Regions from separate parts of the Mus musculus genome. Here region 2 is linked to region 1. Evidence: chromatin contacts called from public Hi-C data. All regions are on one chromosome and are shown on one strand. The core of a region is the stretch at or near the end of the contact, and the rest is flanking DNA. Distances in the headings are between cores, read along the strand shown. Region 1 overlaps Gabra4 (gamma-aminobutyric acid (GABA) A receptor, subunit alpha 4). Region 2 holds the start of Gabrb1 (gamma-aminobutyric acid (GABA) A receptor, subunit beta 1).

Evidence for each region. Hi-C and Micro-C count contacts between places; a contact is called where the count stands out from the background.
Region 2: a contact with region 1 is called in a Hi-C map of cortical neurons, with 2.6 times the contacts expected there. The contact joins the promoter of Gabrb1 here to the enhancer-like site in region 1. A contact is called at or near these places in 3 of 484 Hi-C or Micro-C datasets (cerebral cortex, cortical neurons and forebrain) and 1 of 9 other capture datasets (pancreatic islet).

What each region holds. Positions count from the first base shown.
Region 1 is chr5:71,607,029-71,610,533 of GRCm38.p6, reverse strand. The region is part of intron 8 of Gabra4 (gamma-aminobutyric acid (GABA) A receptor, subunit alpha 4); the gene reads left to right. Among named protein-coding and RNA genes, the nearest start is that of Gabra4, 50 kb to the left of the region's middle. Within about 2 kb of position 1,578, at least 6 of the 459 cell types and tissues checked have an H3K27ac peak or open chromatin away from gene starts, as enhancers often do. A contact at or near this core is called in cortical neurons, where this site is marked.
Region 2 is chr5:71,698,258-71,701,762 of GRCm38.p6, reverse strand. Gabrb1 (gamma-aminobutyric acid (GABA) A receptor, subunit beta 1) reads right to left here and starts at 1,831. Exons shown (of 9, transcript NM_008069.5): 1 at 1,668-1,831; 2 at 1,383-1,474; 3 at 891-958. The coding sequence starts at 1,747. Gm38562 (a long non-coding RNA gene) reads left to right here and starts at 55. Exons shown (of 4, transcript XR_868471.1): 1 at 55-92; 2 at 189-387; 3 at 2,478-2,571.

The DNA.
Region 1 (3,505 bases), core at 329-2,828:
TGAATTAACGCACTATCTACTCTATAGTCTTTGGCATGGAAGTATTCCATTACATATGACATGTTCAGAGCTGGTTAAATGGAGGATAGTTTTCTTGGGTTATTGAGTCAGCTACAATTAAATATTCAGGTTATATTTTATTCACCCAGACACCAAGTATTCATACTGTTCAACCAGCAATAGAACATCACTTATATTGTACTTTCTGTGTGCCATAGAGTATTTTAAGATATATACAGTCTTCACAGCAGTCCTTTTTATAGATGAGGAAATTGAAATGCCAACAGGTCTAAGTGATTCGCCCAAAGTCACACAGCTGCTTTGTAACAGAGCCAAGATTTAAAGCCAGATACACTGTGTCCAAATATATGTTCTGGTACAGACTGCTGTCCTTTGCTTATAACCCCCTGATGGCCTCCATCCTGCCTCTGCTGCAATACAGTCTCCCACCTCATTTCTGGTTTCTCTGAAAGTTATCTCAATGTTCACATCATTAAAATGTCGATCTTTCTTTAAAATTCTATCCCATTTATAAATAAAATATTGTTTATCATAGTTCAGAAAGGTCGCACTAATGTAATGCACCTTCCCACACTCTAGCTTTGCATGAAATATGGGAAGATTGTTAAAGCCATAACTCATCAATTAATTTGACAGTGAATCTAATAAATCATAGATTAAGTAACCCACAATTTGTTGTGACTTTTGAAATTTTAAACATTAAAAAACAAACTGGAGCAAATACTCTTCTGATCTTTTACTTGAAATACTCTATTTTATATGTATTCATGCATGCAAGAAGGATTATTTATTTCTAACAAACGATCAAGGGAATGTTATGAGAATATACTGACAGAATCGCCATTTGCCCTTACAGAATCTGTGCTATATTGGGTGAAAGAATATAGGTATGTAAAAATGGCAGAGAGAAACAGTTATTCTATAGGAGCTAAGGGCACTTGGAGAAATACACAGAACCTTAGGGTATGGCGGCTGTCAGCAGAATTAAATGGTTAATCTTGCATGGTACTGATATCCAGCAGATGAAAAGACAGCCCAGACATGAAACAGCTCATTACTGTAAATATCATTAGTTGGCTTATGATATTCACAGAGTAGAGGAAGAATCATTTTAGAATTGCCACATAATTTATAAACTATTAGCATGTTGTTAGGGCTTTTATTTCTCAATTTACCACACTACTTTTTGAATGATTTTTGAACAGCTTCTGAGAATTTATCAGGTGCTCAAGAAATACCTCCTTATTGATTTCGTTGCTTATGTTGAACAGATTCTATGAATGGCAGCCCAAGGAAGAGCCACACATTCTCATTGGAAAAATCTATATTAGCTTAAATTAATGCTTATTTGACCTTTCCCCGTCTGTGTCAACAATATGGGTGGACCAACAGTTTCTTTATAAGGTAGAAAAAGAAGCAGATTTAAAGTACACAATGCTTGAAACAAACTTCTCTCAGTGTTTAGATCTATTTTGCAGCAAGTTCTAGCCTGTAAGCTACTGAGTAAAATTATTCATTCCTTCTGGTTTATTTGACTAAGCTGCCAATTTTCTCCTTGCTATTTTGAGGAGCTAATTTTCCCACAACATAATATACATCTCTAAATTTCCAGCTTTCTGCTCAGCCTCAGATGATTTAGCAGTTTCAAGATGCCTCAGTTTGGGTATGACTTATTTCATTTCACTTAAATGAATTAGAGCATATTATGTAAGGAGAAGTCTTTTGTAAAAAAAAAAAAAGTTATTACGTGTTTTGGTTAATTTTCCAATAGTTTTAAGAAGGCAGAACTTTTCACTTAACTAGTTTATGAGTTACTTACTTAATATTTTCTTGTAGCTGATTCCACAAGGCATTTGCCCCACCCAGGTTTTTTGCTTGGTTGGTACCTGATAGCCTTCTTCAGAGGTGCCTTTCATTGTCCTTTTCAGTAATCTTGAATGTCCACTTCTCACATTTGGCCACTTTTGCACTGTCTGTGTGTTCAGATGCTTGGTGCTTTGCTTGAGAATTAACACTTACAAACTGTCAAAGAATTATGGGAACTTTGTGTATACAAAGAATAGAAAGCCAAATTTTAATACAAATGGGTATGTTATTGTCATTAGTTTTTTAAAAAAAAAACTGTGAGTCCATGTGAATAAATGAGGTTGCTCTATTGGATGTATTTTAAAAAGACTATTACCATTAAGACTAGTATTTAGCATAGAACCTAACACTTCAATATTCATTGACCAAATCAATGAATGAAAAAGATGATGGAATCAACTGTAGTCTCTTTAAAATATTAACAATAACAGAAGACTTGGGTCAAAACTATCACAGAAGATTCCAATTAGCCTATTCCAACATTGTCATTTTATTTTGTGTCATTTTGATTTTTGGAACCCACAGAAGGATATGGAATAGCTGAAGGAAAATTAGATGACTCTATTAACAACAAGCAACCTGAATTTTTGTTTTAAACTCTCCTATTGGAAGCAAGTGTTATCCTTGTTCTCCCATTGGATATAGCTTTGAGCTTTATTTTGGAGTGTGTGGGTTATCTGTACTTTCCACCACAGAAGGGAGATGGCTAGGAGGACAGAAAGAGACACTGAATTATTTGGGTTAAGTTATTCCTAGAACACATAGACACTCTCTGTATGAAGTAAGGTCTTGGTGTGGGATCCTCTGAGGGCTGATTTGGAGAGTCTCTGATAAGGCATTGTACTTGGAGGGTGGCCGACGGAGGCCTCTCTGAACCTTATTATTTTTTTTTTCTGAAATAGAAAATAAGGATCTGGCAACCCCAGAGTAACCTGAGAGGTACTTTCCTCCAGCAGCTCTTCAGTGAAGACATGGGGAAGGGCTGTAGGCAGTCAGTGTATAAAGCCAGCTGTGTAGCAGATTGCGGTGCTTCATGTGTCCACGAAGACTGAGCTTGTGGGATTTTGTTTTCCTGGAAAAAGTCTGAGTTTACAGCTTGAAACTATATGGTAACGTCATTATTTGCTGGCCAAGTGGTTAAAAAAATAGGTGGGTGATGATAATCTTTTGAAGTAAAGATGAGGCAGATCTGACTGATAGTTATCTTCCCAGATCCTTAATTGTGACAGTAAAGTAATTAATAAGAACTTTTCGGTGATTATAATTGCCAACACTGCTAAGTTTGCTGCTTTGCTTTTGTTTTCATGGGTGCTTGTTTTTTACAACCGAAATGTTATAAATTTGGAGCTCCACTCAGTGTGCCCGAGGTAGAGGGAGTAAATCATTTGTGGACATCTTACTGTTCTCCGCAGGACTGTTTGTAAGTTGCTTTATTTCAGTTTGACTTGAAGCAGCAGAGGTTTGTATAAATTTCAGGCTTCAATGGGCACTTTCCAGTGTGCTAGGCTCACTATTGCTGCCTCTGCAAGAATCCCACTTTGCTCCAGCAGATCCTGAAAAATGTTCACACGCTGTCTGCCTAATGTTTGCTAATGGGGCTGTTCTAAAAATGGCACCA
Region 2 (3,505 bases), core at 582-3,081, 91 kb before region 1:
ATGAAGACGGGGGGGGGGGGGGGGGGGGGAGGAAAAGAGGGAGGGAGGGAGGAAGGGAGGGAAGGAGGAAGGGAAGAAGGGAGAGAAGGATGGTAAAGTGTAGATCCCTTAAAATTAATGACTAAAATAAACCAGCCCTCCCCCACCTCAGTCCTATTAATCATCAGATCTCTATTTTTTCTGCCCAGATTTCTAGACGAAAGCCAAGTCATATGACTCGCCGATTCTCCTCCAACTTAAAACTTTCAAGCTGCAGGAAGACAAACACATGAACCCTTGCATGGGTCCAGAATGCCTAGAAGCAAGCTTGGGCACTTCTGCTGTTAGCAATCCTGAACTGTTCATCTCAGCCTGTTGCTCTTGCCACACACTGCGCTGGATTCTGTGGTAGGGAGGGGACACTCGCGAGCCCAGCCAGCCTGGTGGCTGAGATGGGTGGGTTGGGGCTTTCAGGCTGCTCAGCTGTGGAGATTTTGGGGCTCTTGTCTGGCCACAGCTGGCTGCGAACCCCTGGTCCGGGGGAACCCACTGTACACCACTTGGCCGCCGGCAGATGGTGCCCTGCACAGCCCGACAGTCGGGGAGACCCGGCTAAAGTAAGGCTCAGACTCCGCCCCAGCCAATCCACCGGCGCAACAGTCCCCCTTCCTTCCCAAAATAGTGCGGAGTACGTCTCCTTCGGAGCACTGCGGTAGCCTGTGTGTGTGTCGAAAATACAAACTGTGGGGCGACCGACAGTGTGTGTACTGGAGTGGGGCGTACGCGCGGAGTGGGGACCCTGGGGACCAGGGCCGAGGTGACCACCAATGAAAAGCAGAGGACGGGGAACTGGTTCATTTCTCATCTGCGTAAGCTCGGCCGGCCGCCGAGCCCTTGGGGAGGCCACTCACCATATTCACTTCCGAGACCATGTCTATGCTGGCGACATCGATCCGCATCCCGACGTCCACCGGGGGCCCTGCCAGGGAGGTGGACCACAGCAAAGACAGTCTTTGAGTGGCAGGGAGCTGAGGGGACATTGGGGGCTTCCCAGATCTTATTACAGACTAAGCAGGCTCCCTCCCTACCCCTTTCCTGTTGTAGGGGACAGCGGGAGAAAACAGGTGTGGGCACACGCGTGATGCAGTGACAGTGCAGAGGGTGTGTCGGCTTGAAGAGAGGGACAGCTCAGCCTGAGGATACGTCCACCTGAGATTGGGGATAGTGCGTGGTGTGTGTGTGTGTGTGTGTGTGTGTGTGTGTGTGTGTGTGTGTGTGTGCGCGCAGGGCGTAGTATTGCACGTTTACAGGAACGGTAAAATGGGGAAGGAGGCATTATATCTGACAGAAAAGGTGAACTAGGGATGGGTAACAGGTTGAAAAAAAAAATGAAGAAGCATTACCTCCAAAGTCCGGCCGCAAGCGAATGTCATATCCTTTGAGCAGTCGGTCCACTGTCTCTTTCACGTATGACATGTTGCTGGGTTCATTGGAGCTGAAGGGAAGAAGTAGGGACCGTATTCAGAAAGATCACAAACTGAAAACAGACATAAAAAAAGATCCAGGCACACCTACCCCCAAATAACAAGATACATGATCCAGCAGGCACGGGAAAATAAAAAATAAAAGAAGAAGAAGAAAATCACCAAGGAAAAAAAAAGAGAGAGAGATTGAAGCAGGCAGCTCACCTGTGTGCACAACAAACCATAGCAACCATCACGGGAAAAGAGAGAAGCCCCAAACTCTCTCGATTTTGTACTGTCCACATTCCTAACTCTGATGAAAGAATTGTCTTTTCTGCGAAGATTCAAGGAATGCAACTTAGTCGGCGGCTGGGCAGTAATTCCCGAATGGACCTGCGCATGCGCAGAGGGTACTCACTACCAAAAGACACCTTGTGCCTTGCAAACAATATTCCTAGTGGAACAGGCAACAGATTTCAATCCCTTTAAAGTTCCTGTCTGAGGTGCTCCGCGTTCTCTGGGTAGTCGAATACAACCTGCTGTCTCTATGCAAAGGAGCCAACGTGCCTGTGTGTGTGTGTGTGTGCCCAGTTTTCCTGAGCTGTGGTTTGCTGTGTTCCTTTCCCTCCTGTCCTAAGCTTGAATTTTTTTCTTTTTCCTTTTCTTTTCCTTCTTTCTTTTCTTTTCCTTCTTTTTTTTTTCTTTTTTAAAACAGGGCTTTCAATGATCTGGCTAAGGCTGTCTGGCATCTTTTGTTGACAGTTATAGAGGTCCTAGAACAAGAAGTCTGGAGATGGTTCTCTGGTTGTCTGTAGAAAAGATGGGGAGGGTGCTGGGGAGGGGAGTGGGCAGAGACTGCCCGGCCGGCCGGCCCGGAAAAGGAGTTTGGGGGTGGGGAGGAGGAAACACAGGGAGGGTTTGGGAGTCTTGTCCTCTCTTCGGAGGTTATGAAGACAGCTGCTTGCTTGTGGAATTGGAGGGGGGGGGGGGGGAGGAGAGAACTGACTAACTTTTAAATGTATGCTTTTCCTTTAGCTCCCATCTCCATCAGTCCACTTGGAATGGGAAGTGAAGAGAAGAAGAATGAAGCAACCCTGGCAATCAATCTTTTTTTCCAGGACCTTTGCTGGTAAATCTTGTAGGTTTTAGTCGCCCAAGCTTTTTGCTTATAACTGTCAGTGTGCTAGCTCCTGTTCTTAATCCCTAAATTGAACACTGAACATCCTCAGTCTAATATGCCTTATGCAGCCCGGGAAAAGCCAATCTTCTTTCAAATAAAGGGAAGTTAGGAAATGCAATTCAGTACATATCACTAAAAAACATGTTAGGTGGTTGGAGATTCTGGGATGGATTCATGCCCTTTGTTAAATAGCATATATCAAGTCTTCATTTGATACTAGGTATTCTGAAACTTAGAGTAAACTTTTCACAAACCCCTTACAAAGATAAGCAAAAAGAAATCACTTCTTCCTGATATTGTCTGTGTAAACTGAAGAATTATTACCAAACCAAGAAGCACTAAAAATTACCTTAGAGGAGAAGAAAAAACAAACAAACAAGCAAACAAAGAACAGAAGACAAAGCTTTTGTCTGGCAAGGAAGGGGAATTCTTCTTGAGGGAGAACAGTATGTACTAAATCTTACAGACTGGAAAAAGTACTTCTATAACTGTATGCAAAAGAGATCCATTGTGGGGGGGGGCGGAGAAAGTGATGGTGGATGATGGGATGTGGAGGAAAGTCGAGGAGATCATTTAGATTCAGGAGACACTGAACATTTAAGTAAGAGTTAATTTTAGAGAAAAAAAATCTGGTAGAACAGTTATAAGGATCATTGACATTTCCCACTTGCTATGTCATTGTTCTTGTGCATACAACACGGGTCATCTCATTCAAACCTTGCAACAACACAACAATAGAGATAATGAAGAGAGGGCTTTAGACTACTGAATTCAGTAGTTAATGTCACACTGCTAATAAGTAGTGACATGTACATTTCAACCTAGAATCCTTGGATACTGCTATTCTCTGCATTATATAGCACAGACCATAAAGGCAAGAATT